4 separate regions of the Mus musculus genome follow, and all the other regions are linked to region 2. The links are chromatin contacts, called in public promoter capture Hi-C maps. All regions are on one chromosome and are shown on one strand. The core of a region is the stretch at or near the end of the contact, and the rest is flanking DNA. Distances in the headings are between cores, read along the strand shown. Region 1 holds the start of Rp9 (retinitis pigmentosa 9 (human)). Region 2 holds the start of Eif3g (eukaryotic translation initiation factor 3, subunit G). Region 3 holds the start of Ccdc159 (coiled-coil domain containing 159). Region 4 holds the start of Prkcsh (protein kinase C substrate 80K-H).

Region 1 (7,465 bases), core at 4,316-6,815, 1.6 Mb after region 2:
CAGGCCCCACACAAAGGTAGCAGGTTTCTAAGTCACTTGGTATATGGGCCAGAGTAATATACCCAAGTGAGGAGTGTGTTGTCTCCAGAATCCAAATAGACCCACTAAAGGTTGTGCTACTTTCTTGGTGGTGGGAGGGGCCAAGTGCAACAACTTATTGTTTATGTTAGAAGGAATATCTCTGTATGCTCAACACTGCTGGACTCCTAAAAAAAAAATTCACTGAGGTAGAAGGTCCTTGAATTTCAGTTGGATTTATTCCCTATTCACTAATGCAACAATTCCAAAGTGGTTGCTATCTCCTGCTCAGCTGGTCCAATCAGCACAATGCCATCAACACATGGGGAACCAGTGTGAAATTTTGTGAAAGAGACAGATATCAAAATCTCTTTAACTAAGTTGCAACATAGGCCTAGAGAGTTAATATATTTTTTTTTTTTTCGAGAAAGGGTTTATCTGTGTAGCCCTGGCTGTCCTGGAACTCACTTTGTAGACCAGGCTGGCCTAGAAATCAGAAATCTGCCTGCCTCTGCCTCTCAAGTGCTGGGATTAAAGGCGTGCACCACCACGCCCGGCTTGAGAGTTAATGTACTCTTGATGTAAGACTGTAAAAGTATACTGCTGGCCTTGCCAGCTGAAAGCAAATTGTCTTTAGTGGTCCTTATGGGCAGGTATTGAGAAAAGGTATTTGCTATATCAATAGCGGCATACCATGTACCAGGAGATATGCTAATCTGCTCAAGTAAGGACACCACATCTGATACAGAAGCTGCAATATAAGTTATTACTTGATTAAGTTTTTGGCAGTCATTTGTCAATTTACTACAATATACTTATCTTCTGCACAACCAGATAGGATCTGTGGTGGAAGACCACCCCTGCCATCTTTCAAGTCCTTATTAGTTGGCATTAATTTCTGAAATTCCTTGTAGGTTGCAATATTGCCTTTGTTCACTATTTTCCCTGGTAGAGGCAACTCCAATGACTTACACCAGGCCTTTCCAATCACAATAACCCTTACTCCATAAGTCAGGGTACCTATACAGAAATTTAGCCAACTGCCAAGTCTATCTATACTAATTATACATTCTGGAACAGGAAAAATACAAGATGAGTTTGGAGACCCATTATGAGTTGGACTTCAGCCACAACTCCATTAATTACCTGGTTCCATTTACCTGGCGGGTCACCGTGCTTCTCTGAGGTCTCCTGAAATCACCCAATTTAGAATGGAAAGTCTGTTTCCTTTCCCCTAGTATATACTTAAAGGGCTCCTTCTGGGGAAGGATGGGAGAAATGCTAACTAAAACTCTAGAGGTTTCCTGAGGTTCTTACTTAGGGGAGCCTTGCCATTCCTTTCACTCAAGTTATTCTGGGTCTGCAAACTGGCTCAAGTCTAGAAATTGGTTCATGGGCTGAGACTCCCTCTTGCCACAACTCAATGTAGTCTATCTTTCCTATGAGAATTCTGCTTATACTGATCAAACACAAGCATAGTAGGTTTCTTACCTACTTCAACCCTGAAAACACCATGACTGATGAGTCCATAGGATTTATGACACTTTAAAACCCACTTTACATGTGATGTCCTTTTCAGGTCAGGTCACCGCGGACACTGCTTTGTCTATGCTGCTCAGTATGATAACTACAGTCACCTTGCCTTTGGTGACTTAGTGCTGCTACTTGGCCTCTGCTACTCATGGCCCAATTAAGCCAATCACAATGAATCCATCTAATCGAACAGCAGCATAGCCACTCTGAGGTCTGGCACAAGGAAAAGGGTGACAACAAATGCCTTTACATGTGCTGGTGCCCCTCACCATTTTGTCTCATGACATTAGTGAAGGGTGTGTCAGAATTCTGGCCTTCCTATTGTGGAGGACTAGTTTTTACACAGTATATGCATTAAGCCAAGGGACATCAGATGCTCCAACTCTATCTCAGTAGGCCATCTTTTGACAAACGCTTCTTTAGCCAACCGATCAAACTTTTAACATCTTTTTTTTTTTTAAGATTTATTTATTATTATAGCTAAGTACACTGTAGCTGTCTTCAGATGCACCAGAAGAGGGCATCCGATCTCATTATGGATGGTTGTGAGCCACCATGTGGTTGCTGGGATTTGAACTCAGGACCTTCGGAAGAGCAGTCGGTGCTCTTAACCACTGAGCCATCTCTCTCCAGCCCTTAACACCTTTTTAAAAACTGTGTAATCTTCCATATCAAACCTAGATTCGCCACTTAGTGAGCCTGTATCAATAAACTTACTCAGATGCAGTTTTATGTTCTTTCCAACATTATCCCATCCCCTTACAATCCATCCCCACACATAATCCCCAAACTCCTGCTTGAATGGATCAGCAAACTCATTAGGTTCTTCAGTGGCACAGCACACCTCCTCATGGCAGGAGCCTGCCTTAGATCTGGATGTAGGTCAGTGGGTCCTGAAGGACAGCAGTATCAGCCTGGCGACTCTCAAGGGAAGTCACTGCTGTCTGGCAGACGATGAAGGGTTGGTTCCTTTACACAAATGCAGACAGAACAATGCTACATGGGTTAGGTATGAATACATTCTCTGCTAAGAGTGGAGAGACTACTCCGCTAACAGTGAGATAAACACTTGAGAATCTGAGGTTCCAAAGTCTTCAGCCTCAGTAGAGAACTGCTTCATCTCTAGGCCAAGTACAGGACCCAGTCCTTACCAGTCAGTGTCCTAACTATTATGGCTGACCCTGTCAGAGGAGAGAACTTGAATCTGTACTGCAATTCAGCCAAGTGTATAATGGGGTCTTTGGCTTGATCTTCCTCAGCTTAAGCTCTGTGGCTACTCCAGGGCACACTTAGAAACCATTAGACTATCTATGCCCATCTGGAGCCAGTCAATTATATCAGAGTTGATATTTTTCCTTTGTCGCTGTATCCAGAAATGCTAGAAGCAACCAGACAGCATTGTTAATCTCCTTTTTTCCCCACCAATTGTTGGGAGTTTTACGTACAGTGTAACCCCTGCCCGAGCCTGAGCACTAAATCCCTTGTTCCTCACGGTGGGTGGATCAGATCATCAAATGCATGCTTCTCAATAGCTCACTCTGGGCTTTCAGTGCTCTCTATGCTTCCAGGAGAGGCGTCAGCAAACTGCAAAGGCTATTCTGAGAAGCTGCTAGCAGTTCCCTCTACAAGGCTGGATGTCTGAGCTCATCTGTGGTATATGCTGGAATTCCGAAGAAGCAGGTTTTAATACTGGTGATGGTTTAATCATGAAAAACAAAGGCTTCCAGTATATTCCCATTATCATTGCTGGGTTGTAAGCATTAAGTTAGTATTACTTTCAAGTAGTACTGTGCTAGAATATTTTATTACATTACATTTTTATATACTTATTTATTTAGTGTGCACGTAAGTGTGAGCGCACATATGTGCCAAGGCACATGTGTAAAGGTTAGAAGTCAGGAGTCTGTTCCTGCCTTCTACTCTGTGGGTCCTGGGCATTGAACCCTGGTTATCAGGCTTGGCAGCAGGGCTTTGCCATCTTGCTGGCCCAGAATATCTGATTTTAAAAATGCCGCTAATGTTGCTGCCTTACGTTTCATACAGAACTGTCCCGTGGTGCTGGAGAGATGTCTCAGTGGTTAAGAGTACTTGTTGCTCTGGCAGAGGGCCCAAGTTTGGGTCCCAGCACCCACATGGCTGCTCACAACTACAAGTCCAGTCCCAAGGGGTTCAATGAAGTCTTCTGGCTTCATCGGGCACCAGGCATGCAGGAGATGCAAGTACATACGTGCAGGCAAGATATTCATAATAAATAGATCTTTTAAAAAATGTTCAATTAGGGGCTGGAGAGATGGCTCAGAGGATAAGAGCACTGACTGCTCTTCCAGAGGTCCTGAGTTCAAATCCCAGCAACCACATGGTGGCTCACAACCATCCATAATGAAATCTGATGTCCTCTTCTGGTCTGTCTAAAGACAGCTACAGTGTACTCATGTACTTAAATAAATCTTTTTAAAAAATGTTCAATTTTTTTTTTTTTGGTTAGGATCAAATTTGCAACAATTTCTGAAATGGCCCTAAACATACTCCTACTATTATCGTATATTCTATGTACTTATGCATAGTGACAGTGGTGTGAAAGCTTCAACAATTATAAAATCAAAATATAAAATCATTCTGAAAAATGTTGAAGATGTTCTACATCCTTCATCATTCAAATATGCAGCCAAGATTAAATTGTGTAAAAATAAACAAGTAATCTATCTCATTAGTATTCAATTTTGCTTTTGTTTTTAATCAATGGTAAAACTGCATATATAAGAACTGCTTTAAACACATTTCCTTATGTCTTATTATCAGTAAGTGTTTGACTTGTATCCCCTATTTTACATACCCATACTCATGCAGTAGTGTGAAAATTTCCTAGGTGAAGGAGGTCACATGTAGAGAAATTTAATTTAAGAGGGCGCTCTAGTCTAAGGTGGGAGGCTCATGAGCCCTTCCTTGTCTTAGACACGAACAGGATGCCTGGGGTTGTGGGCATATAAGAGGGAAAACTCCATACTGAAACACCATCACTGAAAGAAGAAAATAACACACAAACAATGTGCCAGTGATGTGTCAAGCATAGATAAAATGATCAAAGGTGGCGGGCAGGTGAGGTAATATGCAGGCGCGCGCGCGCGCACACACACACACACACACACCACACACACACACACACACACACACACACACACGGAGACTTGTTTGCATAAGATACACACAGGGAAACTTGTCTTCAAACACACACACGAAATGTCTGCATAACAAACATCTTCTACAGTCTCCTACAATGTCCTGTCCTCACCACGCTCAGCGTCCCCAAACCTCTCCTCCCCGGTTCTGACTTTTACCTCGGTTTAGTTTGTGGACGGGAGGCCCGCCACCTTCCCTCACCTACATGCGACTCTACACTACAGTCGTCGCAGGTCATCGGGCTCCACCCTCAGGCCCGGCTGCGGGTCCGCTGCCTTCCCGCGCGTCTCCCGCAGTTTCCACCCTGAGCTTCCCGCCGATGCCGTCCGTGGTAGTGGACAGAGGCTGGCGTCCTTCGACCCCCAGGGGCTCCGAGCTCGGCTTCCGGACGCGTCAACTGCCATTGCCACGGTCGCCGTGGCGGGGACAGTGGCCGGCCTCCCTCCTCGCGTCCTTCCGCCGCCCTCGAGCAGAGGGAGCCGGGGGCTCGCCAGGCCGCGACGCCCACCCGTCGGCGGCGGCCCGCACCGCCCGCACCCGGCCCAGCCGACTCACAAGGACTCCAGGTGCTTGAGCTGCTGCAGCTGCTGCGCGTCGTGCCGCCGCCGTTTCTGCTCCCGCCGCCGCTGCAGCTCGTGCTCCGGCGGCTCCCGCGGCCGCCGAGACCCGGCCCCGGACGACATCGCGACCCGAGGCGGGCTTAGAAGGTGGAAAGTCGCCTCTTCCTCCCCGCAGCGCAACCCCACCAACGTCCCACCGGCCCGTGCCGCAGAACGCCGACAGGGAACGTGCAGCCAGGCCCCCGCGGCCCTGAGGCCTGCGGGAACCTTAGCTGAGAGGGGCGGGGCGGGCCGGGGCGGGGCGAAGGCGGGCGGGGCCCGAGGGCTTCCGGGTGCTCCAAGTCGCCTGCAGGCCACACCCACTTCTGCGACTCGTTGCTTTCTATTTTTTTTTTTTTTTTATATTATGAAGGTTTTAAGTATTTGTGGGTGGGCAAGGTGTCAAAGGTCTTTAATATCAGCACGCAGGAGGCAGAAACACTGACCTGTGAGTACGAGGTCAAGCTAGTAAAGTCAGAGACCTGGGGAGATCCTGTTACAAAGGAAAAAGAGAAAAGATTTTATTTCTACGTATATATTTGGGGTGGTGGTGCAGGGGTGGAGTTCGGTAGTTGCCCAGAATTCAGAAGAGGACGATGGCTCTCTAGAATTGGAACTGTGGGCTATATGAGCCACCCTATGCTGGGAACCGAACTCTGGTTCTCTGCAAAAGCAGTATGGCCTTCTAAACTAAAAGCCTTTTGGCTGCTACTTGTTACCTATGGATTCATCCATTCTGGGAAGAAAACAACGTTCTCTATAAAATCTTCAGTTTCCCAGACTATGCGAATTCGTAGTAAAAACACAGACCAATATATTCATAATATTTTATACCAAGATTTTTGGTGATGCAAATAAAAAATAAAAGCAGACACACAGTATCCTGCAGAGGAGCATCCTTTTTTAAAACTTGCTCTTCCTCCTTTGCTCCTATAAGCGGTGTCTCAGGCCGGAAGCTCCACTCGGAGCGTTCCAAGTTAGGTCTCTACACTTATCCAAAGGTAGCAAAGAGGAACGACCGAGAAAAAGAAAGAAAGGTATTAGGCTGGCATTTTGGTACTCAGCAGAGGCAGGCAGTTCTCTATGAGTTCAATCTGGTCTGTGCTGCTAAATCTTTTTTGTTTGCTTGTTTTATTTATTTATTATTATTATTATTATTATTATTATTATTATTATTATTATTATTATTTTGGTTTTTCGAGTCAGGGTGTAGCCCTGGTTGTCCTGGAACTCACTCTGTAGACCCGGCTGGCTTCGAACTCAGAAATCCGCCTGCCTCTTCCTCCCAAGTGCCTGGATTAAAGGTGTGCACCACCTGCTGCTAATTCTACCAGCCATAAGCAGAGCCTGACTCCCAGTGCGGGAGGGGCAACAAAAGGATACTAATCACTGTGGCCCACACTGAGAAAATAGAGATGAGTTTCACAGCCTATTTCCAGATAACTGGCACGAGGTTTTAGGATGTAAGGAGGGGAAGATTTGAGGCAGGGATCAGCTACCAACAATTAAATATTGGTCAAACCATGTTATGATTGGTTATTTCAATCATTGTCTTGCAAGGTAGTCACATATACCTCATTACTTGAGGGGACAATCTGTTTCCCATGAAGGTGACTGCTCCACTGTGATGGGGTGGGAACTGGGGACAGCTTCCTGGATGATCTCATTCAGAATGATCTGTTTGTGATGCTCTCACCGTTCCTGGACTCTAAAGCTGATGGTTGGGAAGGGGCCTTTTCCCAGGTCTGGAATAGGCCTCTGTAAAATCTGACAGTAAAATACCGTAGTTACTTTTTGTGCCTTAAATATTGGAGAGGGAGCAGATAGACTAGATAAATTCAGGGTTAATCAATCTCATGTCTCCTGTTTTTAGGTAAAACAACCAACTGATTAGGGTCTGAGGCATGCTACGCTACCATTCAATAAGTATCCCAACTTAAATGAAAATAAAAGTAAAATAAAAATGTCTTGGGGTTGAGAGGTGGCTCAGCAGTTAAGAGGGCATGCCATTCTTGCACTGGGCCTGGGATTGGTTCCCATACATACAGCAGCTCACAACTGTGTGTTATTCCAGTTCTGGGAGATCCAGTGCACGCTCTTCTGGCCTCCATGGGCACTGCACACATGTGTATACATTT
Region 2 (7,633 bases), core at 2,404-4,903:
GGTTAGTGACACGGATGGTGGCATTGTCGTCAGCTTTGTGGGCAGGGCAGGGGGAGATGGCAGTGAGAAGGGTGCCACCGCTGGACCCCACGCCCACACTGCAGGAGTACTCACAGCCCTTGCCTCCGGGGGCGGGCCTCCCACCTCCTCACCTCTGCGGTTTGGCTGCATGGACTCCCCACGGCGGCTGGCCCCGTCCCGGAGGCTGGGGGGCACATACTTCCCTGTCTTGCTCTGGGCGGCCTGCACGGGCTCCAGCTCTGGAAAGCAGCAGACGGAAGGATTATTCTGCCCCAGCCCCCAGGTACAGACACCCAGTCATCCTTTGGTGACCCAAACATCACATCTAGGAAGCTACCACTCTTCAAAGTCTCTGCTAGTGTCACGAGCAAAGTGAACAAGCCACAGGGCAGACACAACAAAGCCAGCACTGCAGAGCCCCAGCGCTGGACACCACCAGCCCGGCAGCATCCCGACTACAGGCACACAACAGTGAGGATGTCCCTAGGCCACTCATCCATGACAGTGAGAAGCAAAGTTCCATACAAGTCACAAGAGGCAGCCACCCCCACAGGACACATTAGATTATGGCCACACTGAGCCCAGCACATACATGGTGGATGTTGCCTGAGTATATACGTGTATACACACACACACACACACTGCGTATATATGTACACACACACACACACACATACACACACACACACACAGAGTATATATGTACACGCACGCATGCACGCACGCATACCCAAGTTAGAGTAAGCTATCAGTCACACATCAGGATGACCATGCCCGAAGCCACTCAAACTTGGCCACAGGTAATGCAGGGAAGAGAAGAGCACACTACCACAGAACAGCTGAGACCCTCCCAGGTCCCCACGTCCACACCTCCTGGCAGTTTCTCCTTCTCCCCAGTAGACAGGCCGAGCTGCTCAGCCAGCTCCTTCTGCATGGGTCCTAGTGTGTCCTTGTAGGGGCAACGGGTGGTCCAATGGTCGCCCTTGCAAATGCGGCAGGACACAATCTTCTGGCCCTTAAGCTTGTTCATTGGGTCCTCCTCCTCCTGACAGTTTAGGTCCTGGTGGGGTATAGGGAGGGAAGGCTCAGAGGAGGCTGCTGGGCCCGGCCCACACCACCCCCACTGCATTTCTCAGGCTCCAGCTTCACCCAGCTCACCTCTTTGCTAGTGATGAATGTCATAGAGACGTCATCACTGACTGTGGTAGTGGCCACATTGGGCCCCGGTGGGTCAAACTCCGAGTTGCCAAACTTCTTCCAATTCTGGGCTCCCAGAAAACAATGGGGAGAAGTGAGGAAAAGACAGGAAGGATCCTGCAGTGGGTACCCCAGACAGACAACCATTCCGGGGCCTTGAATCCGAAGATCTAGTCTCTCTAGAGGCCTTCCCTGTGGTAATGGTGACAATCCCCATTCCCTAAGCTAAACACAGTGGCACACAACTGTCACCCCAACACTTGCCAGGTGCAAACAGGAGGACCTCAAGACACGCAAGCTCAAAACCAGCCTGAGTTATCTGAGGTAGGTGCTGGTAAGGTAGCTCGTGTGAAAACGTGCAGTACACTTTCTAACACTCATATAAAAGGTTAAGTACATGCTGGGCATGGTGGCGCACGCTTTTAATCCCAGCCCTTGGGAGGGAGGCAGAGGCAGGCAGATTTCTGAGTTCGAGGCCAGCCTGGTCTACAGAGTGAGTTCCAGGACAGCTAGGGCTATACAGAGAAACCCTGTCTTGAGAAAAAAAAAAAAAAAAAAGGTTGAGTACAGGGCTCCACTGTGCCGCTGGCAGTTTCTGGGCTGCTCCATGGCCAGCCTCCCACCAGGGACAAAGGAGGAATCACCCAGACCTTAGGAACCGAGCCAGTTAAACCTGAAACTCATTTCCTGCCTGTAAAACAGGGGCCACAAAGCTCCCTGCCTCCCTAAGCTGGCCTGGAGCCTGAGAAGCTGTGTCTTGCTGAACGCTGGCACGGGACCTTGCTCTCAAGCGTCGCTGTCCCTCCTCTACAAGCCCTCCCCCCTAGGTAAGTAGAGGCTGCTTGCTTCTTCATGTAGACAGGTCAAAGGAGAGAGAATGGAGGTCAGGATGCAGGAGGCTGAGGCAGAAGCATTTAGAATGAAGACCAGAGCTAGAGCCTCTCAAAAATAACAAGCCAGCAAATGGTGGCAATGCCTTTAATCCTAATGCATGTGGATCTATGAGTTCAAGGTCAGCCTAGACCACAGAGTGAGTTCAGAACAGCTAGGGCTACACAGAGAAACCCTGTCTGGAAAAACAAACTACAAACAATAAAACCCAAGAGGGCTGGGTATGTCTCAGTACAGTGTCTGTCACACAAGTGTCCGTCAGACTCTGACCCCGAGCACCCACAGTCAAACACTGTGCACAGAGGCAAACTTGCATTCCCGGTGCAGGCCAGACAGGAAGTGGGGACAGCAGGGTCCCTGGGGCTGTTAGTGCCCAGCAAGCCTAGTCTAGTTCCTAATACCGAGAGACCAGCTCAAACCAAAAGTATGCTGTGCCATGTGCTGGGGGGGATGATGCTGCGCACATCCGCACACAAAAGGAGAACAATAAAAAAACAAAAGTAAATGAATAAATAAAGCATCTAACTTCATCTACTCCTGGGCCCTAACCTTTCAAGGCCTAACACTAAACGTTTACTCCACATCAACAAAAAGGGGCTTCCCAACTCCTCAGGATCAGCCCCAGAGAACACCCTACCCCCCAAATGAGGTAGAATCTCACCTTCCTCCTTGCCACAGCCTTTGATGCCTTCCGGGTCTCAATCCTGAAGGTTCTGACAATCTGAAGATGAATAAGAGAGGAGTGCTTCCAGAGCCTCAGGCCCTGTCTCAGCCACTGACACCCCTCCACCTGAACCCCTGAACACAAAGGCACTGGCCCTATGTGTCCACTTCGACCTCACCTTGAATTTCTTCCCATCTTCCTCTATCTTGTACTCAGTCACTGTCTTTATGTTCCCATTGATGACTTCCTTGGGAGGTGGCAGCGGGTCTGGAGGAAGATGACAGAAACTGATTCCCGGGTAATGGGGACTGGCTGGAAAGTAGGCTTGAGAGTCGGAAGGGAAGAGGAAGCAGGCAGGGATGGACACTGCTCACCTCCGGGCAGTAACTCGGGCTCTGGACTGGTGTCCCCGGTGGGCAGAGGGATTCCTTTCAGGAGCTCGCTGGTGACACATTTGTCTGCCAGAGGGAATTCGGGGAGGAAGGTAGAGTGAGCCACGGGACGGGAACTTTCAAGTCAGAGAGAGAGTGTGTGTGTGTGTGTGTTGTGTGTTTGCGGGTTGCACCGGGGGCACAGCGCAGGGCGAGGGTGGGGCTGGCCACGCGCGGCCCTAGCCGGAGCGTGGGCCCCGGGAACAGGCAGCGGGCGCGGCCACGCTCGGCACTCACCGTCCTCTCCCTCCTCCTCCACCTGGTCGGCCCAGCTGGGCTTCGAGCTGCGGGGACAGGAGATTGGTGAGCGGGTCCCGGCCCCCCGCGCCGCCCAGACCCCCACGCACCCCAGAGCAGCCCCCACGCGGCCTCCCCGGCGACCCCATCGCCACCCCACGCATACTCAAAGTCGCCAGTCGGCATCTCGAAGTCTTAACTCCACGCAGCTCCCAGCCCGGGTAAAGACAGGAAGCCGGAGTAGAAGAGGCTTCCGGTGCCGCGGCCGCAGCCTAGAGCGGCCAGACCGCGGTGAGCACAGCGCCTCCCTGCGGACAAAGGTGGACACGCGGCTCTCGCGCACCGCAAAGCGCTGAGATCCAACCTGGAAAAGGGGTCCAAAAAAAAGCTTCAAAGAACTTTTTAAACTTTTTTTTTCCCCCTTTGGGTAATGGGGCTAGACGTGAGTGTCTCACTCTATAGATAGGATAGCCTCACAATCCTGTCTCAACTCCAAAAGGCTGAAAGTACAGGCTCACGAGCAGTATTCCCAGGGTGGCCTTGAATTCATAGCTGTCTTTCCACCTTACTCTCGTCCGTGCTGGGAATATGAACATGAAATCGCCACACCCGGAACTGATTCGTTCTCTCCCTCTTCCCGGAGAATTAGTTTTCAGCCATCAGTAATCGCAGTGCTGGAGGTGGAAGCTGGAAAATTATGAGTTAAAGGCCATTTTCAGCTACCTCGTGGATTCCAGACTAGCCTGCGCTCCATGCGACTCTGTCTCCAAAACTAAAGGTGTCTTGCTTTGTTCCCCAGGCTTGCCCCTGAACTCCTAAACGCAAGGAATTCACAAATAGCTGGGGCTATAATTGTGTGCCAACAAGCTTGGCTGAAAAGCACGTGTATCAAGAATGCCCTCGCCCCACATCGTTTAGAGGATACCAGGATTCTGGTTTGTTGAAGAAGAAACAGACTCAGACCAAACCCTTTTGTCCTGTGCTAAGACGTCCTTTCTTTGAATAAGAGGCCACCTGGTCTCCTGTGCCTCCTTTGCTGTGTAGCATGCTAGGGTTTATCCTACAACCTTGTTGTGCGTTTGTATTATTTGAAGACAGCATGCTTGTGCATACATAGCACACATGGAGGTCAGGGGACACTTTGCAGACAGTCTCTCCTTCCACTATGTGGGTCTTGGGATTGATCTCAGGCCTTCAGGCTTGGCAGCCAGCCTCCTGCTGTGGTCCAGGAGTCCCCTCACAGACCACACGAGCCCCAGTCTCAGTCAGAGAGAGGCACTTTATTGAGCATACATGTCAGGACTGGTTAACCAGGGCCACAGTCCAGATTCAGGACCTGAACTGTGACCCTGACTTAAGATCCTGCAGGGTTTTTAAGCCTCAAATCCACAAACATCTGGGCCAAGTCACATCACCAATCAGGATTCAGAAATGGGGGGTTTACCTGGGAACATGGTTTTGCCTTACACGTATCCTGCTCCCATTGGTTGGGTATTCAACGGTGGCAAGAGACTTTCCTTGTTGAACATTCATGTCTCAATGTGCCAACCAGGTTGTCAGTTACCCACGCACATGTCTTTCTGCCAAGTAGGATGCCAGTTTCCAGGGAGGTCTTGGGAACTTAAACTTTACTCAGTCATTACTCAAAATGGAAGTCTTATTCCAAAGGGTTTCTTATATTGGTGCAGTTCTCTCTCTCATCTATTTATTTTATTTATATAAACTTGAGCTGTCTGAAGACACACCAGAAGAGGGCATCAAATCCTATTACAGATGGTTGTGAGCCACCATGTGGTTGCTGGGAATTGAACTCAGGACCTCTAGAAGAGCTCTTAACCACTGAGCCATCTCTCCAGGCCAGAGATTTCTCTCTTATGTTGGAGTCCATCCCAGGGACAGCTTATACAGACAAATACCATAAAAATTTATATATGGCTAGTAAGTGCTGCTGGGTGGTTGGTTCAGGTCAAAGCTTATTATGGGTAACTATTCAAAAAAGTTCTACTAACTTCTATCATGATTGGTTTCCAAGGGCACAGGGCATAACAGAATATGTAATCAGTTTTGGCATTAGAAAGTTTCCTAGTAACAGCAGAAACATATGAGAAAGTTTCCTTATAATGGTAGGCTAGCCAAGTAGGCTACCTAGGCCTTGACATTTTATCTAGGCCTTAATATTTTACCTAGGTCCCAGTACCTCCTTAGCTGCAAAAACGTTGCAAGCTCTATTCCTGCCACCTTAAACTCTCTCCAGTGCTAAGCTCCTGTCAAGTAAGTGGAGGTTATATCAGATTCTCTGCCGTAGGAACATCCACTCCAAGTCCATGTGTCTGTTTGGGATGCTGGTGGGGAACGGAAAGCAGGGAGTTGGGCACACTAATACTGACCTATACTCCTAACACTTAGAACTTGTATCTTAAGCTGGCAAGATGGCTCAGTGGGTGAAGGCACTCTCCACAAGCCTGCTGCCTGGAGTTCAACCCTAGGACCCATCTGAGGGAAGGAGAGGACTAACTCTAGCAGGTTGTACCCTGAGCCCCACACTTATGCTGTGGCCTGTTCTCACACACTGCATCGTAGTGGGACCCCTGTAGAATCAGAGGATCTAGGGTGAACATCAGAATGAATAGCTGCTTTCTAGATGGACTTCGACCTTGAAGAAATCCTGTGAGACTCTTCAGGATTCAGTCCAGAGGCTGAATGTCCCTGCTCCCAGCTCCCAGCCAGGCCTCGGGGCTAAGAAGGACAACGCTTCATAAAAATGTAATGGGTCGGGCGTGGTGGTGCACACCTTTAATCTCAGCACTCGGGAGGCAGAGGCAGGCAAATTTCTGAGTTTGAGGCCAGCCTGGTCTACAAAGTGAGTTCCAGGACAGCCAGGGCTACACAGAGAAACCCTGTCTTGAAAAATCACACACACACACACACACACACACAAAATGTAATAGAATCAGAGGAGGTCAGGCAACATCTAAGGATGGTATGGCCTTAAAAGGAAATTGGTTAACTAACTTACATTTGGTTTTTACTGTTGTTCTCTCTAAGGACACAATAAACAAAATGGTCAGTTTCAGTGCTAGGAAGGCATAGGCAGAAAATCCGAGAGTTTGAACTCAGCTGGGAATGAGGAAATAGAGTGGGGTCGTGAGTCAAGTAACAAACAAAGAACAGACTGAAGAGTTAGTTCCAGGTCTCCGTCCTCCCGGCTGGAGAACACGGTCACTTTAAGTAAGGTTTCCTGGGGTGCCTGTGTTTTCTTGTGAAAAAAACTTGTTGCAGTTGTCACTAGAGGGCAGAGTAGGACAGTGAGAAGGAAGGAGGTTGGGGACCAAGGAAAGAACCCCAGCTGCAAAGCTACCTTTTAGAAAGGACCCACTGGGGACACACACATGGCTGAGGCAGGAGTGCCACCTCAAGATCAAGGCCAGCCTGGCTTACACAGTAACATCCTGTTTGTAATGAAAAAGAAAAGAAAAAGAAAAGAAAAACGGCCAGGTGGTTTTTAAAGGTACAAAATTAAAATACTGATAGGATTTCTCCTTGGAACCTAGTAGTTTGACAGGTGGCAATTTGTATGCAAAGACTTGACAGTTAGAAGGCTGTGCAGTGGAGGGGAGGAGCTGCGGATACCTGTCATCAGCTCGGGTAGGAGCCGGGAGCCTCCAGAGGCCGCTTGCACTGCACAGTGAAAACCCATAGATAAATAAGTAGTGTTGCTCCTTCTCTGGGGAGCAGTCTTGTGTAGCTCTGGCTGGCCTCAAACTCGCTACGCAACTGAGGACGACTTCAAGCTACTGCTCCTCCTACTTCCACCTCCCCAGTGCTAGGATGGCAGGCAAACATTGTCCCGGCTGGTTTATTTCATGTTACAAGTGGAGCCCAGTGCATGCTGAGCCCCAGTGCACGCTGGGCAAGCCGTCTTAGGCAGATTTTTCTTGCTGTGATAAGCACCATGACCAAACGCAACTTAGGGAGGAAAGGGCTCATTTTATCTTACAGCTTGTAGTGCTATGCTGAACGAAGCCAGGGCAGGAACTTAAAGCCTGAAGCAGAGGCCATGGAGGAGCACTGCACGGAGGAGGCTTGCAACCCATGGCTCCCACAGTTGGCTTTTGACTGTTTTCTTTTGGAGACGGTGTCTATCTCCCGCCTGTCTGGGGACTGGCTATTTAGACCAGGCTGGCCTCTAACT
Region 3 (7,056 bases), core at 2,107-4,606, 1.0 Mb after region 2:
TTACGCTGTGGCTGAGGAATGTGTAGACAGGCCTGGGGAAACCTAGAGTCCCAGTCCGTCTAGTTTCTCAACAATGAACTGAGGTCAGGGCCTCGGCTCAGCTGAGTCACTCCAGTTTGGCAGGAGGCCCAGCTTTTGGGCAGAGAGGAAACAGGAGCTAGTGGAGAAGATAAGGCTGGACAGAGAGGGCTGCCGGGAGAAGCTAGGATGTGTGCAGCATGTGTGCACCATTCAAGGGTGCCCAGTGATCACTTCTGTCTTCAATAGGAAAAAGAGGCCTTTCTTTGCCCCTTTCCAAACAATGTTACTTGAACTGATGGCGGTGGCACACACCGATAGGCAGAAGCAGGAGAATCACAAGTTTGAGTCTAGCCTGGGCTACACCTTTGGGGATGCAGAGTGGCTCATCAGTTAAGAGAGCATACAGCTTGCAGAGACTGCGTCCAGTTCCCAGCACTCACTCTGAGCAGCTCACAGCTGTCTGTAATGACAATTCTAGGAGGATTTGTCACCTCTGACCTTTAAGGGTACCCACACACATATGCCCATACCTACCTAAAGACATAAATGAAAATAACCAAAGCCCAGTGGCGGTGGTGCACACCTTTGACCCCAGCACTTGGGAGACAGAGGCAGGTGGATCACTGAGTGACAGGTAGGGAAACATAAAGAAACTCTGTTATCAAAAACAAAAACAAAACAATAAAAATAAATCTTAAAAAAAAAAATCACAGGTGATGGGAGCTAATTTGGTAGGGTACCTGTCTGGCATACACAAAGCCTTGGGTTTGACTCCCAACATTTCATAAAACTATGTGTAGTAGAACATGTCTGTGATTTCAGGAGGCAGGAGGATCAGAAGTTCAAACTCACTTCCACATACCGGGTTCAAGACCCTGTCTCAAAAAAATAAAGACACTACTGTCTGTGTAAGTAAAAAAATAAAAACAAACCTCATATCCTTGTAGATTGTAAACCTAGCATGTGCAAGGCTCTAGGTATCCCCAGCACTGTGAAAACTGCATCAGATAAAGGGCTGGGGAGGTCCAGTCAGTAAAGGGTTTGCCATGTGGGCATGAGACCTGAGTTCAATCAGCCAACACCCAAGTTAAAAAGCCAGGCATGGAGGCTCATGCCAACCGTCTCAGTGATGAACAGACAGAGCTAGGAGGATCCCTGGGGATTCCCAGCCAGCGTGTCTGACTAAATCAGCGAGAGCTTCAGGTTCAATGGGAGACCTTTTCTCAAAAAAAAGAAATAAGCTAGGTGGGGTGGCACAGGCCTTTAATCCCAGCATTTGGAACACAGAAGCAGATGGATCTCTGTGAGATTGAGGCCAGCCTGGGCTACAGAGTGAGTTCCAGGACAGCCAGGGCTCTGTAGAAAGACCCTGTCTCAGAAGAACAAAAATAAATAAATAAATAAATAAATAAGCCAGATGGTGGCAGCACATACATTTACTCCCAGCACTCAGGAGGCAGAGGCAGGCTGATCTCTGAGTTCATGGCCATTCTGGTCTACAGAATGCAAACCTAGCATGTGCAAGGCTCTAGGTATCCCAGCACTGTGAAAACTGCATCAGATAAAGGGCTGGGGAGTAAATTCTAGGATAGCCAAGGTAACACGGAGAAAGCCTGTCTTAAAAGTGTGTGTGTGTATATCTATATCTATATATGAGAATGTTAGAGGGAGACACCTATCATCAATCCCTGGTCTTTCTTTCTTTTTTTTTTTTAATCTCCCACCCCAACCCCTGGTCTTTCTATATAAGATTGTACACATGTGCACATGAATGTACACACACACACACACACTGAAATAACACAAATCTCCTTAAGTGTTCACTGGAGTCTTGAGGACTCTCAAATCCTCATACCTGACTGACTTCCCACAGTGTGAGGTGAATCCAGGCTCGCTGTGGTGCCAAGATGCAGAGGTTGATGAAGGCACAGCCCAAGGAGACGTGAAAATAGACTGGGAAGACCTTGCTCTGCACCAGTCCAAATGTGTGCCGCGGGAGGCTCCGAAAAAGCAGGAAGCCTGGGAGGTGGAGGGCCACAAACACCGTTAGGTTGCTTCCGGGTCCCCCTCCTACTCAGTCCTCACTCTAAATAACAGGTTGGAGGGTCCCTACCTGAGATAAAGGTCACCCACACCTGCATGCCCCAGGCACCAGACAAGACCAGCAAGTGGATGACTTTAATCAGACTTCCCGGGTCCTCTCCTTTTTCCATTCTGCAGCCCTGGGAAGGAAACAGTGGTGACTCAGCTTAACCTTCGACCCCCGAGCTTTGAGGCCTTGGCAGAGAGTGCATAGGGCCAGCCTCACACTGGTGCAAAGATGAGAGAAAACAGCCTGGAAATGGCAGTTGGAAGACCCAAAGTAGACCCTAGACAATCTCAAGCCCAACCAGTCGATCTGGGCTCAGGCTTGGGGCTGGAATCGTGGCTTTGCGGTCAGGGACTTTGTTGGTGCTGGCCTTACATGCTATCCTCCATACTTGCAAAATAATAGTAATAATAATAAGTAAATAATATCACCCAACATGAAGGCTTGTACCTGTAAATCCCCAACACTTGGAAGACGGAGACAGGGGAGTTGCCACTTTTCTAGCTCAAAGTTAGAAAAAGATTCCTCAATTCCAAAAAGCCTTTAAAGACGTAGAAACTGGCCTGGTGATTCACAGTTGTAACCCCAACATATCAGAGGGTGATGCAGGAAAATCACTGAGTTTGAGGACTGCCTGACATACTGTGAGACTCTCTCAAAATAAGGAAGCAAGCAAACATCTCAGGTCCAGCTGAGCAAATGGCTCAGCGGGCAGAGCGTTTGCCTCACGTGCAGGAAGCCTCGCGTTCCGTCTCCAGTTCTGCATAAAACAGGTTCTGGTTCTAGTCTGTCATTCCAGCACAAAAGTAGAAACAGGAGGGGCAGGAGTTGGAAGCCAACCAGAGATACATGAGACCTTGTCTCAAAACCAAAATTCTAGAACAAAAGACTCTCTCTAAACCACAATGTCCACTGCACCCCAAAAGCTTGAATCCCAGCAGCTCAAGTTCACATACTTAGGTTTTCAGGGATTACCCTAGCTCTGCAGACATCTAAGAGCCCTCATCCGGAACCCGAGATATTCTAAGAACATCCCAAAACACCCCCGGAGCCCCATCTGACCCCACCGTTGGAGCACACGAGCTCAGGCGTAGGGACCAAGAACCGTGGCAGCTCCAGTGCAGCTCCGGCTTGCCTGAGATTTCCCAGGTTTTCTTCCGCCCCGCAGGCCTCGCCCCACCTCCCAGCCAGAGCCAATGAGATCACAGCTCTCACTCCTCTGGACTCTCCCACTTAGGGATTGCCCAGTTGGCTTGCGGGAATCAACTGGCCATCTCGCCTCTCCGGACTTCATCCAGTCTCACCGAAGATGCGCAGGCGCCAATGAGCTCCGCGCCTGAGCGGAGTGAACGGGCGTGGCTTATGGGAGGACCACGCCCTTCTCTGTGACTCCACCTTTGGCCTCCCCTCGTTTTCCAACGATGGTGTCCTCAGGGGATCAAAACTTCAGCGTCACAGCTGGGGACTGGCTTCGTGGTCCCTGATGGGAGAGCATGAACGGGTGGTATGCTGTAGTAGGTGGGAATGGAAGAGAATGGGGAGACTGGAAGGGTGTTAGATTGACAGAACAAGGGGTTAGGACTAATAGCAATGGTTAAGCTTCCAAGCTCGAAAATTTTTCTGGAGAAGGGGACAGCTGAAGATTCAATTGGGGTTGTGGGGAGGGCAGGCAAGGTTGGGGACCTTCTGGTGGTGACGCTCAGAAATGTGTCTTTCCTTTCCCGCTCTAATCTTCGAGGGTATCTGTGGTCCTCAGGTGACATTCTAGAACAAATTTCATTTACAAGCATTGGACTAAATCTGTGTAATCAGGGCAGCCCAATATAGTATATATAATTTTTTCCCCTCCCAGATAGATTCTCACTGTGTAGCCATGGCTGGCCTGGAACTAGCTTTGTAGACTAGGCTGGCTTGGAACTCAGGGACCCCCTGAGTTCTGGGATTAAAAGGGCTGAACTACCACATCCTGTCCTTTATGTGTTTTGTTTGTTTCAGATTTAAAAAAATTTTTATGTGTATTAACGATTTGCTTGTATATATGTCTGGGCACTGCTTTCGAATCTAGTGCCTGTAGAGGTCAGAAGAGGGCATCAAATCCTCTGGGACTGGAGACACAGACGGTTGTGAGTCACCCTATGGGTGCTGGGAATTGAACCTGGGTACTCAGGAAAAGCAGCTAAACCAACTCTCAAGCCATTTTTTTTTTTAAGGTTTTTGTGACAGGGTCTCTTGCCCTGACTTGACTGAGACTCACTAAGTGGACCAGGCTGGCCTCGAACTCAGAGAGATTTGCCTGCCTTTGCCTCCTGAGTGCTGGGATTAAAGGCATGTGACTACTTTCTGTCCCCTTTTTAAATATAAAGCCTTGTTATCCTTGTTGTGCATGAGACATGTCTTACGAGTGCGTGTGTCATGGCACGCACGGCAGAGGACAACTTTACGCAGTTGGTTTTCTCTTCCCACCTTTAAGCTGGTCACTGGGCATCCGTTTGGGTTTACCTCTCCTCTGACTTTCACTTCTGCCAATACTGAGGAGATTCTGGCTGGAACATCTCTGAGGAGTCTCTTTGGGGAAACACTAAAGAGATCAGGTGTCTGGGGCTGGTTCTTAGTTGGCAAAGCACCTGCCTAGCGTGCAGCTGGGTTCCACCCCAGCACTGTGTAAACGGGATGCAGTGACACACGCCTGTCGTCCTAGCCACCGGGGAGGTAGAAGATGGAGAATCAGCTGTTCAAGATCATTCTTGGTTACATAATGAGTTGGAGGCTAGCCTGGGCTACATGAGACTGTTTCAAAACAATACATAGCTAAAACCAAAAGGATGGGGAGTTAGTGGGCTCAGAGCTCCTCCCATGCCCCCTTTGCAGTGACTCTCTTTTGGCTGGCCTATCCCGGGACTCTGACGACTGTGTTTCTCATCTCTGCACACCTCCGTTACTCGCCATCACATCTTGGGCTGCTAAGGAGAGGAGCCAGTACTCACCACCTCCTGGAGAGCCTGGTAGACATTTGGAGGCCTGGGAGGGGCTGACAATTACAAGTGGCTTTCACTTGTCCCTGAAGGAAACCTTTGTCCCCCTAGGGCCCTCCTCAGACAAGGCTTTGGACTGTATGACCCACTGGTCCAGGGTTTTGGAGCCTGAGATCGTGAACACTGCTTCTGAACAAGCAGGGAAGTCTGGGGCCTGGGAGAAGGAGTGGGACTCAGAACCACAGCCTCATGAGGGTACACCCTGTTCCAGCTCAGACGTGAACAAGGACCATTATCATGACCAGGACCTTGTGAAGAGGAACCACTGTGTAGCCAAGGTTAGCCAAGGTTATCCCCACTTAGGGTATCCCCATTAACCTAAGAGTGAACTTGCTGTGCACTACTATGGCGCGTAGGGAAGGGGTGCAGGGCAGGGTCTGTACTCTGTTTCAGAACCTAGAACAGCACTGCTGAAGGGAGGCAGGGAGGGGCAGAGTACCCGGAGGGATCCTACTTGTGTGCCTTTGCTTGTTTGTCACAGTGGCTATTGTAGCCCAAGCTGACTCTGAATTTGCTCTGTAGCCAAAGCTGGATTTGAGTTCCTGTTTCTTATGCTTGCATCTTCTGAATGCTAGGATTCTAGGATGGAGACATTATGTCTTTGTGGGTTGTTTTCTGTCTTCTGAAACAGGGTTTCTTTGTATAACCCTGGCTGTCCAGGAGCTTGTTCTGTCGACCAGGATGGTCTGGAACTCAAAGATGTACCTGTCTTTGTTTTCTAAGTGCTGGGATTAAAGGGGTGCACCATCACTGCCTGGCCTGTCTTTCATTTTTTGAAGGTGTGTGTGTGTGTGTGTGTGTGTGTGTGTTTGTGCATATGAGTATAATTCCTTTAAGGCCAGAAGAGGGCATTAGATCTCTAGAGCTGAAGTTCTGGTAGGTAGTTTTGAGCCCTCTGACCTGGATAATTGGATAATTGGGTCTTCTTAAAGAACATTATGCATTTTTATTAAAAAAAAAAAAAAAGCCGGGTGTGGTGGCACACACCTTTAATCCCAGCACTCGGGAGGTAGAGGCAGGCGGATCTCTGAGTTTGAGGCAGGCCAGCCTGGTCTACAGAGTGAGTTCCAGGACAACCAGGGCTACACAGAGAAACCCTGTCTTGAAAAACCAAAAAAAAAAAAAAAAAAAAAAAAAAAAAGGCTGATTGGAAACTCTGTAGACCCGGATGGTCTCAGATTCACAAAGAGCCACCTGCTACTGCCTCCCAAGTGTCTTTAGCACAAGGTGTCCATGGAGACCAGGGTCAAGCACATTGGATCTCCTAGAGCTGGAGCTTTAAATGCTTTTGGGCCACCTAACCTGGGTGCTGGGACCAAATCTTAGGCCCCCCAAAGACCAAAACATTGAACTGACTCTTCAAACGTGAGGATGTCTGACGTTTTGTGTTTTTTTGTTTTGGTTTGTTTGTTTGTTTGGCTAGTTGATTGGTTTTTCTTGGTTTTGTATCTATATGGTTTCTTATTGTGCGTGAGACTCATACTAGTGACTAAAATTGTGTGTCCATATGGCTGATTGTGTTTAACAGCTTGTGGCTGGGTGGTTGTGGTGCACACCTTGAATCCCAGCACTTGGAGGCAGAGGCAGGCGGATCTCTGTGAATTTGAGGCCACCCTGGTCTACACAGTGAGTTCTAGTACAGCCAGAGCTGCACAAAGAAATCCTGTCTCACACAAACAAACAAACAAACAAACAAACAACAGTTTGTGGTGTGTCAAGTAAGTGTTGATGGTGTTTGTTGTAGACATTGCTGTAGCTGATGTCTTGTGCTCCGAAGGAGAAAGGTCAAACCAAGGACAGCCTGGCCTCTGCTTTACGTCAGGGTCAACCCGGAGTTCCATAGACAGAGATGAGGCACACAGTGCACTTCTGAGCATGTGCAGATGATAAGTGTGGGGGTGGGGGTCTTGGATG
Region 4 (7,611 bases), core at 1,470-3,969, 1.1 Mb after region 2:
AGGAACACACATGGTACACAGACATACATTTAGGCAAAACATTCACACGCATAAGATAAAAAAGTATTTTTTTAAAAGAGCAAACCCATATAGTGACGGCTGTAGATCATGCCTCGTCTGTATGAGGCCCTGAGTGTGATCTTGAGCAATGAGCAGAACAAAATGAATAAGCAATCCGGTGTGGAGGCGCGACTTCAGCCTCAACACTCAGAAGACCTTGGCAGGCAGGTTTCTAAATTCAAGGCCAGCCAAGCCTACAAATCAAGTTCCAGGGCAGCCAAGGCTACCTTCAGAGACCTTGTCTCCAAACAAACAAACAGAACCAACAACATTGTCTCTCCAGCCCCTAACTTTCTTTTATTATGGGATAAAAATATCAATCTCTAGCATCCTATAAATCAGGTAGCATGCTTGATCATACCTTTTTCTCTTAGCATGAGAAAGGTAAAGGCAGGAGGATCAGAAATTCAAGGTCCCAGGAGACTAAACTCAGGTCATCAGGCTTGGTAGCAATGTCCTCATTTGATGAGACATCTTGCCGACCTACATTTCCTTGTTCTTTCCTCTCTTTCCTCTCTTTCTTTTTTTTCAGACAGAGTCTTACTCTGTAGCCCAGGTTAGCTTTTAACTCACTAGATACTCAATACTGTCCTCAAACGAATGCCAATCATCCAACCGTAGCCTCCCAAGTGTTCAATACAGACATGGGCCACCATGTCTAATTTACAGTATTTTTATTTTTTATGTATTTATTTATTTTCATTTTTTTTTTGAGACAGGGTTTCTCTTTGTAGCCCTAGCTGTCCTGGAACTCACTCTATAGACAAGGTTGGCCTTGAACTCAGAGATCTGCCTGCCTCTGCCTCCTGCATGCTGAGTACTGAGAAAAAAGACGTATGTCACCACTATCAGGTTTAAGATTTCTTCTTAATAATATGAGCAAAATCACAGTAGGCTTTTCCAAACTGTGGCATAAGCAATATTTGGTCTTGATAATTCTTTGCTGTGGGGGCTGTATTAGGCCTAATAACATGTAAAGCCTTCTCCTCGCCTATGCCTAATAAACTGGAGTAGTACCCTCCTGCATTCAGCAAAATGATAAAAAAGTCTGCAGACATTGCTAAATAGTCTCTGGGAAGGGCAGCATTATCTCCTCCCCCTCCAGGGAAGCCACTAGTTTTTACTTTCTACTACTTAACAATGCACTATATGAGCATTTTATGAATGTCAAGTACTACCTGTGCAGTTACTATGCCCATTTTACAGGTGGAAAAACTGAGTACAATTAGATGACTCTAAGTTCCCCAAGATCAAACAACTTTTATGCAGAGCAAGGATTCAGACCCCAGAGAAACAAACTCTCTTTGGGCTGAAGATATAACTCAGCAAAGTGCTTGAGTAGCATGAATAGAGCCCTGGGTTCCAGCCTCAGCACCGCATGATGCCCGCATGGTGGCACATGCCAATCACCCAAAAAGGTGGAGCTAGGTCTCCTTTGAGTTCAAGCTAGCCTGGGCCACATGAGGCTAACTCTCAAAAATAATTTAATAAATAAATAAAATTTGGGTGGGAGGGATAATGGCTCAGTGGTTAAGGACATTTGCTGCTCCTGCAGAGCGAGGAAGGTTGTTAGTCTCAAGCACCCACATTGGTCAGCTCATAAACACCTGTAACTCTAGCTCCAAGGGATCCAATGCCTTCTCCTGGCATCTGAGAGTACTGCACTCTGCCCACAGAAACGCAAAACAGAACAATAAATAAAGAAAAACAAACTCTAGAATCTGTGCTTTTCACTCACCCATATGCACATTAGAAGAGGTAATAGTACAAAGAAATGGGAAAGAAAGATAAGATTTGAGTGTTTGTTTCAAGTTGGTCACATAGACTCGTGCTGGAGAAACACATAGCGCCTACTCAGAAGACCTGGTGGGCACGGTTGATCCCGGATCCTTCGGTGCAGTCTGCAGCCATACTTACCTAACAGTTGGATTTTTCTTTGTAACTCAAGCACCTGTGCGTGCACAGAAGACTTCATTGCATGGAAGGAGGTTGCTGACTTGGGATGATGTGCAGGCCAGGCCTGTGCCCGGCCCATAGACTTGCTTCGGTGAACCTTACTGCCTTTGGCTTTGGAAGAGGGCGCTGGAGCTTGCTCCGGGCTAGTCACCGTGGTGGTCGCGGCTGCCCAGCACAGGGGGGACGTCATGGTGATCGGGTTAAGGTCGGGAAGCCTCTAAGGGGTAGGAGAATAACTACAAGTTGGCCTCTATAATCCAGGATCCTAAACGCTGGTTCCCTAGGCTCTGGGAATGCACTTCTGCTAACTGCCTGGCTGCGGGCCTCTTAGCATCTCCCGGTTGCTAAGTAACTTCCTCCCCCCGCCCACGTTCCCAAGGAAACCGCCCGCGTTACACTCCACTGCTCTTATTGGCTGACTCGGTTCGGAGGGGCGGTCCCACAAAGAGGCCCAGCGAAAGAGAGGCGCGAGCGTAGCGGTCACGTGACGCCTGCGTGTTCGCTGGCAGTGGCCAGTAACCCGCCACTCCCAAGATGGAGGCACGTTACGCCGCCATTAAGCGCTACACTTCCGATCTGTTCTAAGGTTAGGTCTTCATGTTCCTACTCAAGATGGCCGCCTCAGCGCCCGCACACGCACTCTTGCCACTCCTAACATGGCGTCCCGGAGTTGCCGTTCGCCAAGAGGGATGAGCAAAACGGAAGTGACGTATCCGGAGCGTTCCGTTCTCTTATTCTACTGCAGGAACCGTGGCTGCTGAGCTAACCTGGTGTGGTGGCTATTGACCTTTGCCTCTACCTCGCGTAGGTGATGAAGTAGCGATGGGAGGAAGGCACCCTAGTTTCTTATAGGTTGCAGCAGGGTGGGTGGTGTGGAGGGATCGTAAATCCTTTGAACCTTTGGCGGGAGTTGCCCATTTCACCTCTTTACCGAGAGACCTATGGTTTTGAGTTCACTTTGAGACTCTTCCACTGGCTCGGGGCGGAGAGACGCCCCTTGCCCTTGCACTTCCAACTCCGATTGTGCCCTCCTTTTCCGGAAGCAGTGGTGAGGCCGGTCTTGGGTAAGCTGCCTTCTCCCAATGATTAGATGCTTCTTCATTCTTTCCTACAGTGAGAGGCCATCGCGTATCTTCCTGCCGCATAACACACTTCCGGTCTCGGCCCGGACGGGATGCTGCTGCTGCTGCTACTACTACTACCCCTCTGTTGGGCTGTAGAAGTTAAGAGACCCCGGGGCGTTTCCCTCAGCAGTGAGTCTCTTCTTTGTGCATCGGGAGGGGCGTTTCAGCCTTTTTCCTCCGTTTCCCGTAGCATTTCAGCTGGTGAGTGAGTGGGACAGAGGTAATATTTATTTAAGATCTGAGCAGAGCTTCTTGTTTCCCTCACCAGACCATCACTTCTATGAAGAATCTAAACCTTTCACCTGTTTGGACGGCACAGCCACCATCCCATTCGATCAGGTGAACGACGACTACTGCGACTGTAAGGACGGTTCAGATGAGCCTGGTGAGCGTTTGCATTTGCCCATCGCCCATTAAATGAGCCTGCTAAGCGCAGATGCCCCAAAGAACTTGGATCTCACTCTCCTGTTGCTTCCTGCTCAGTGAGCAGAAGCAGGCACAGAAACAAGATCCCTGTTGGCTTGGATTAGCTGAGGGGCAGTGTTTGTAGGTGCCAGTCCTGGTTTCCATTCCCTATCAAAGGAACAAATGTCCAGGTGTATGACCAAGTCAGCAAATGTCATTGCAGGAACCATGAATGGCATTCAGGAGGAGGTGAGGTTTCGAGTCAGGAAGAGCCAACAGAAGACCCTCTCAGAAGTGGGAGGAGGAGGGAAACTGAATGGCCTTCTAGGGATTGATGAAGGCAAAGAGGAGTGGAGGGGAGTTGCCTGGCCTTTTTGAAGGGCCTCCGGAGAAGCTGGGGAATACTGGAGGATTGTGTTGCTGGCCCCTGAAGATACAGTTTCTTCTTGGTTGTGCTTTAGTTTATTTTTGTTCTGGAGACACAGTCTCTGGTGGCCCAGCCTGGCCTTGAGCACACAGTGTAGCTGAGAATGACCTGGACCACGGGTTATCCTGTGATCACCACCAGAGTGCTGGGATTACAGACGTGCACCACCACACCCGAGTTACACTTACTTTGCTGGAGCCCCCCACAAACAAATGTGGCGTGGGGAACACGCATCAAACTTTTTTTTTTTCCTGTAGGCACAGCTGCTTGTCCCAATGGCAGCTTTCACTGCACCAACACTGGGTACAAGCCCTTGTACATCCTCTCCAGCCGGGTCAATGATGGGGTATGTGGTAAGTGCAGTGCGGGTCCTCCCAGGATCTGGGGAAGGTCGGGCCAGCCAGGGGGAGACCTCACCCACTCTGCTCTTGGCCCTTACCTTTGCTTCAGACTGCTGTGATGGCACAGACGAGTACAACAGCGGCACGGTCTGCGAGAACACCTGCAGGTGGGTGGGGCCCCTACCTGGAAGTCAGGCTGCTTCCCTGTCCGCTTACTTTTTCACCTCGCCTTTGCCTTTTAAGATTGTCACTTACTGAGTGTGGCGGCACAGGTCTGCAGGCCCAGCACTAGGGAGGCAGGTTTACTTTTATGTTATGTGCGTGTGAGAGGGGTAGCATCTGCTGAGGTCAGGGGAGGGCGTGTGACCCCCTGGAGCTGGAGTTAGAGTCCAGACTCAGGTCCTCTGGAAGGAAGATCAGCTAGTGAAGTCTCTCCAGCTCCTCCCTAGTTTCTTTAGAGATACAGGCTCTTCCTCTGGGGGCCCAGTCAGCGCCTCCTTCCTTAACCTCCTATAAGCGTGCGCCCCCACGGCTCCTTCCATTCTTTTGTGACTCCAATGGCCATGCCCCTTGGGATCCCACATTACCAGCGTTCCCTCTAGGTCTGAGGTAGTTGAGATTGTTTACCTGTTTATAAATGGGAGATGGGGGTGAAGGCTTGTAATCACAGCTCAAGAGCACCCTTGGCTCACATAGTGAGTCTGAAGCCTGGCTTGCCAGAGAACCTGTCTCAAAACAGACAGACAAACAAAAACCCTGGACGAAACGACACAGTAAGTGCAGGAAGACAGATGACTCGTGATTGAAGCTGAGCTCTAGTTAGGTTAAAGTCTCAGTACTTGTTTTTTTTTTTTCAGTCTCTTTTTTTGAATGTTTGTGTGGTACATGTATAAGTGTAAAGTAAGCACACGTGTACAGACGTGTGCATGTGGATGCTGACAGGACATGTTGGGTTTCTTGCTCTCTTTCCCTCTTTATTCCTCGAGACAGTCTTACACTAACTCTTAAGCTAGGCTGGTTGCCAGCAAGCTCTAGCAATCCCCTGTCTCCACCCCACCTAAGCCTGGGGTTCTAGCTGTATGGCCACAACTAGCTTTTTGTGGTGGGTGCTGGGGATTTGAACTCAGGCCCTCAAGCTTATATACCATGCTTTCTTACTCACCAAGCCATCTGCCCAGCCTGCTTTGCTTTTTGAGAATGGTGTCAGGCTCCTCTTGGGTGGCCTGGAACTTGTAGATGACCCTTCTGCCCCTCCTCCAGTTACTGGGAACACAGCTATATGCTGCCCTATTGGGCTTTGATTTATTTTGGGGGGCTCATGGAGCCCAGACTAGCCTCAGGCTTGCTTGGCTGGCCGTTATAACCGTGAATTGCTGTTCTTCTTGCTTGTCTATTCTGAGTGCAAGAATGACAGATGTAATTGTCAGCACACCTGACAGATCTCTGGCTCTTGGTTTTGGTTTTGCCTTTTTGTTTTGTTATGAGACAGGGTCTTACTCTGAGGCCTTGGCTGGCTTGGTGCTTACCACATAGACCAGGCTGGCCTCAAACTCACAGAGATCTGTCTTCCAAGTGCTGGGGTTAAAGGTGTGCGCCTGTATGACCAGCCTGAGCCTGTGGGTGACCAGCCTGAGTCTCTGGGTTTTATTCTTCCACCTCTTGGTCACTTTGGGGTCTAACCTCCAAACCTGTTCCTCACCACTTCCTAGACAGTCCTGTAGTCCTAAGGACAGGCAAGCTTTGTGTGCTCTCTGTCTTCTTAGGGACAGATCCGAGGCCTTTTTGGTCAGAAGCACCTGGAGGGGCAGGCTGAGGGGGGTCCTTTCTGTGACTTCCCTTTCTCACCATCGTTCATGGGGAGGATGTGGCTGGAGTTGGCAGGTCACCCAGCCTTCTGGAAAAGGAAAACCTGCTGGGGCCTGAGTGTCTTTAGTGGTACTTGTGTGTGTCAACCCCAGAGAGAAGGGTCGCAAGGAAAAAGAGTCCCTGCAGCAGCTGGCGGAAGTCACCCGTGAAGGGTTCCGCCTGAAGAAGATTCTCATTGAGGAGTGGAAGACAGCCCGGGAAGAAAAGCAGGTGAGGGACCAGAGAGATGTGTGGGTACAACCTCTTGGGCCTGGGGTCTCTGAGTGACGGGCAGGCAAATGCGGTAGAGTGAACATTGAATGTTGGGCTGTGATGAGCTCTTGTCTGCCTTAGTTCATGTGGAGTGGTTGGCTGAGCATTTCCCAAGTGTGAAGCTTTCAGCTAATAAGACAGAAGTGTTAACTCCTAGAGACAGAAAGATCTCTTTGTACCCCCAGCCCCACTGTCTGTAACCTGGGCTAGTGGTTATCAATACCCTAGTTCTGGGGAAAGCTCTCAAGCTTAATTTTAATAGAGAATGCTATATTGACTCAGTGTGGTAAGCAAGCCCAGTGTGCAAAAACGGGACTCCAACTCTGTCTGTCCAAGAGAGATTGCAGGCTCTTCTCTCCCACTCATGGGATTGGAAAATATCTTTGAGTTGAGGAGGCTGGCAGGCCCCTGCTAAGTTCAGTGGGCAGTGATTGCCCTTTCAAATCCTGGGCATCTGGGGAGCCAAGTTGATGAGGTTAGCTCTGTGTAACTTCTGTGTTACCTGAGGGGAGAGGAGCAGGTCCTGGTCCTAACCCTGGCAGGAAAGCATCACACAAGGGCTGAGGCAGCTAAGGCCTGGCTCCCAGAGCTTGCCTGGGCTACTTTTTGTTGTCACTTTCTCCCCATCCCCCCTTTAAATTTATTTATTTTGAGGCATAGTCTCAGTGTGTGGCTCTGGCTGCCCACAAACTCACAGAGCTTCACCCACCTCTGCCTCCTGAGTTCTGGGATTGAATGCTTTCAGCACCGTGTGTACATATCAATTTCTTTTATTTTTGTCTTAAAGATGGAACCCAGGGCTTTGTACAAGCTAGGCAGACATTCTGGTAGTAAGTAACAACCCCAGCCTGCCTGAGACAACAAGAGAGTTGTACCACTGAGCCACACTCCCAGCCCCCACTGGGGAATTCTAGGTTGGGGTCTCCCACTGAGCCACACCCCAGTCTGTACTCTGGGGCTCTAGGCCTGCTCTGCCCCGTTCTGAAACCCAGCCCTGTTGCTTCTCAGAACATAAATAGACACCCAGGCTGTACTGGGTGTTGTGCAGGTTAGAACCAGACCTGTGCCTGCCTCGGGAGTACTAGAAGTCACAGCATGCTGATGGAGAGGGAAGCTCAGGGTATCTAGAGCTTTCTTGCATGGCTACCCTCACCCATCTCGGAGGCAGGAAATGAAAATT

The links. Promoter capture Hi-C pulls out the DNA fragments that hold promoters and counts their contacts.
Region 1: a contact with region 2 is called in a promoter capture Hi-C map of pre-B cells, with 9 times the contacts expected there. The contact joins the promoter of Rp9 here to the promoter of Eif3g in region 2.
Region 3: a promoter capture Hi-C map of liver shows a contact between it and region 2, with 7 times the contacts expected there. The contact joins the promoter of Ccdc159 here to the promoter of Eif3g in region 2. A contact is called at or near these places in 3 of 39 promoter capture datasets (liver and second pharyngeal arch cranial neural crest).
Region 4: a contact with region 2 is called in a promoter capture Hi-C map of liver, with 6 times the contacts expected there. The contact joins the promoter of Prkcsh here to the promoter of Eif3g in region 2. A contact is called at or near these places in 5 of 39 promoter capture datasets (the 3T3-L1 cell line, hippocampal neurons, liver and 1 more), 1 of 484 Hi-C or Micro-C datasets (CD8 T cells) and 2 of 9 other capture datasets (adipose tissue and liver).

The regions. Positions count from the first base shown.
Region 1 is chr9:22,462,791-22,470,255 of GRCm38.p6, forward strand. Rp9 (retinitis pigmentosa 9 (human)) reads right to left here and starts at 5,566. Exons shown (of 6, transcript NM_018739.2): 1 at 5,284-5,566. The coding sequence starts at 5,411.
Region 2 is chr9:20,894,937-20,902,569 of GRCm38.p6, forward strand. Eif3g (eukaryotic translation initiation factor 3, subunit G) reads right to left here and starts at 3,654. Exons shown (of 11, transcript NM_016876.3): 1 at 3,608-3,654; 2 at 3,442-3,488; 3 at 3,148-3,231; 4 at 2,952-3,040; 5 at 2,771-2,830; 6 at 1,180-1,284; 7 at 892-1,081; 8 at 153-260; 9 at 1-33. The coding sequence starts at 3,627.
Region 3 is chr9:21,924,115-21,931,170 of GRCm38.p6, forward strand. It overlaps Ccdc159 (coiled-coil domain containing 159), which reads left to right and starts at 3,357. Exons shown (of 13, transcript NM_025977.3): 1 at 3,357-3,614; 2 at 4,979-5,112; 3 at 5,194-5,420. The coding sequence starts at 3,604. Tmem205 (transmembrane protein 205) reads right to left here and starts at 3,421. Exons shown (of 4, transcript NM_178577.5): 1 at 3,178-3,421; 2 at 2,135-2,243; 3 at 1,877-2,040. The coding sequence starts at 2,234.
Region 4 is chr9:22,000,269-22,007,879 of GRCm38.p6, forward strand. Prkcsh (protein kinase C substrate 80K-H) reads left to right here and starts at 2,720. Exons shown (of 18, transcript NM_008925.2): 1 at 2,720-2,820; 2 at 3,131-3,269; 3 at 3,409-3,525; 4 at 4,230-4,325; 5 at 4,423-4,480; 6 at 6,272-6,389. The coding sequence starts at 3,191. Ccdc151 (coiled-coil domain containing 151) reads right to left here and starts at 2,366. Exons shown (of 13, transcript NM_029939.3): 1 at 1,978-2,366. The coding sequence starts at 2,206.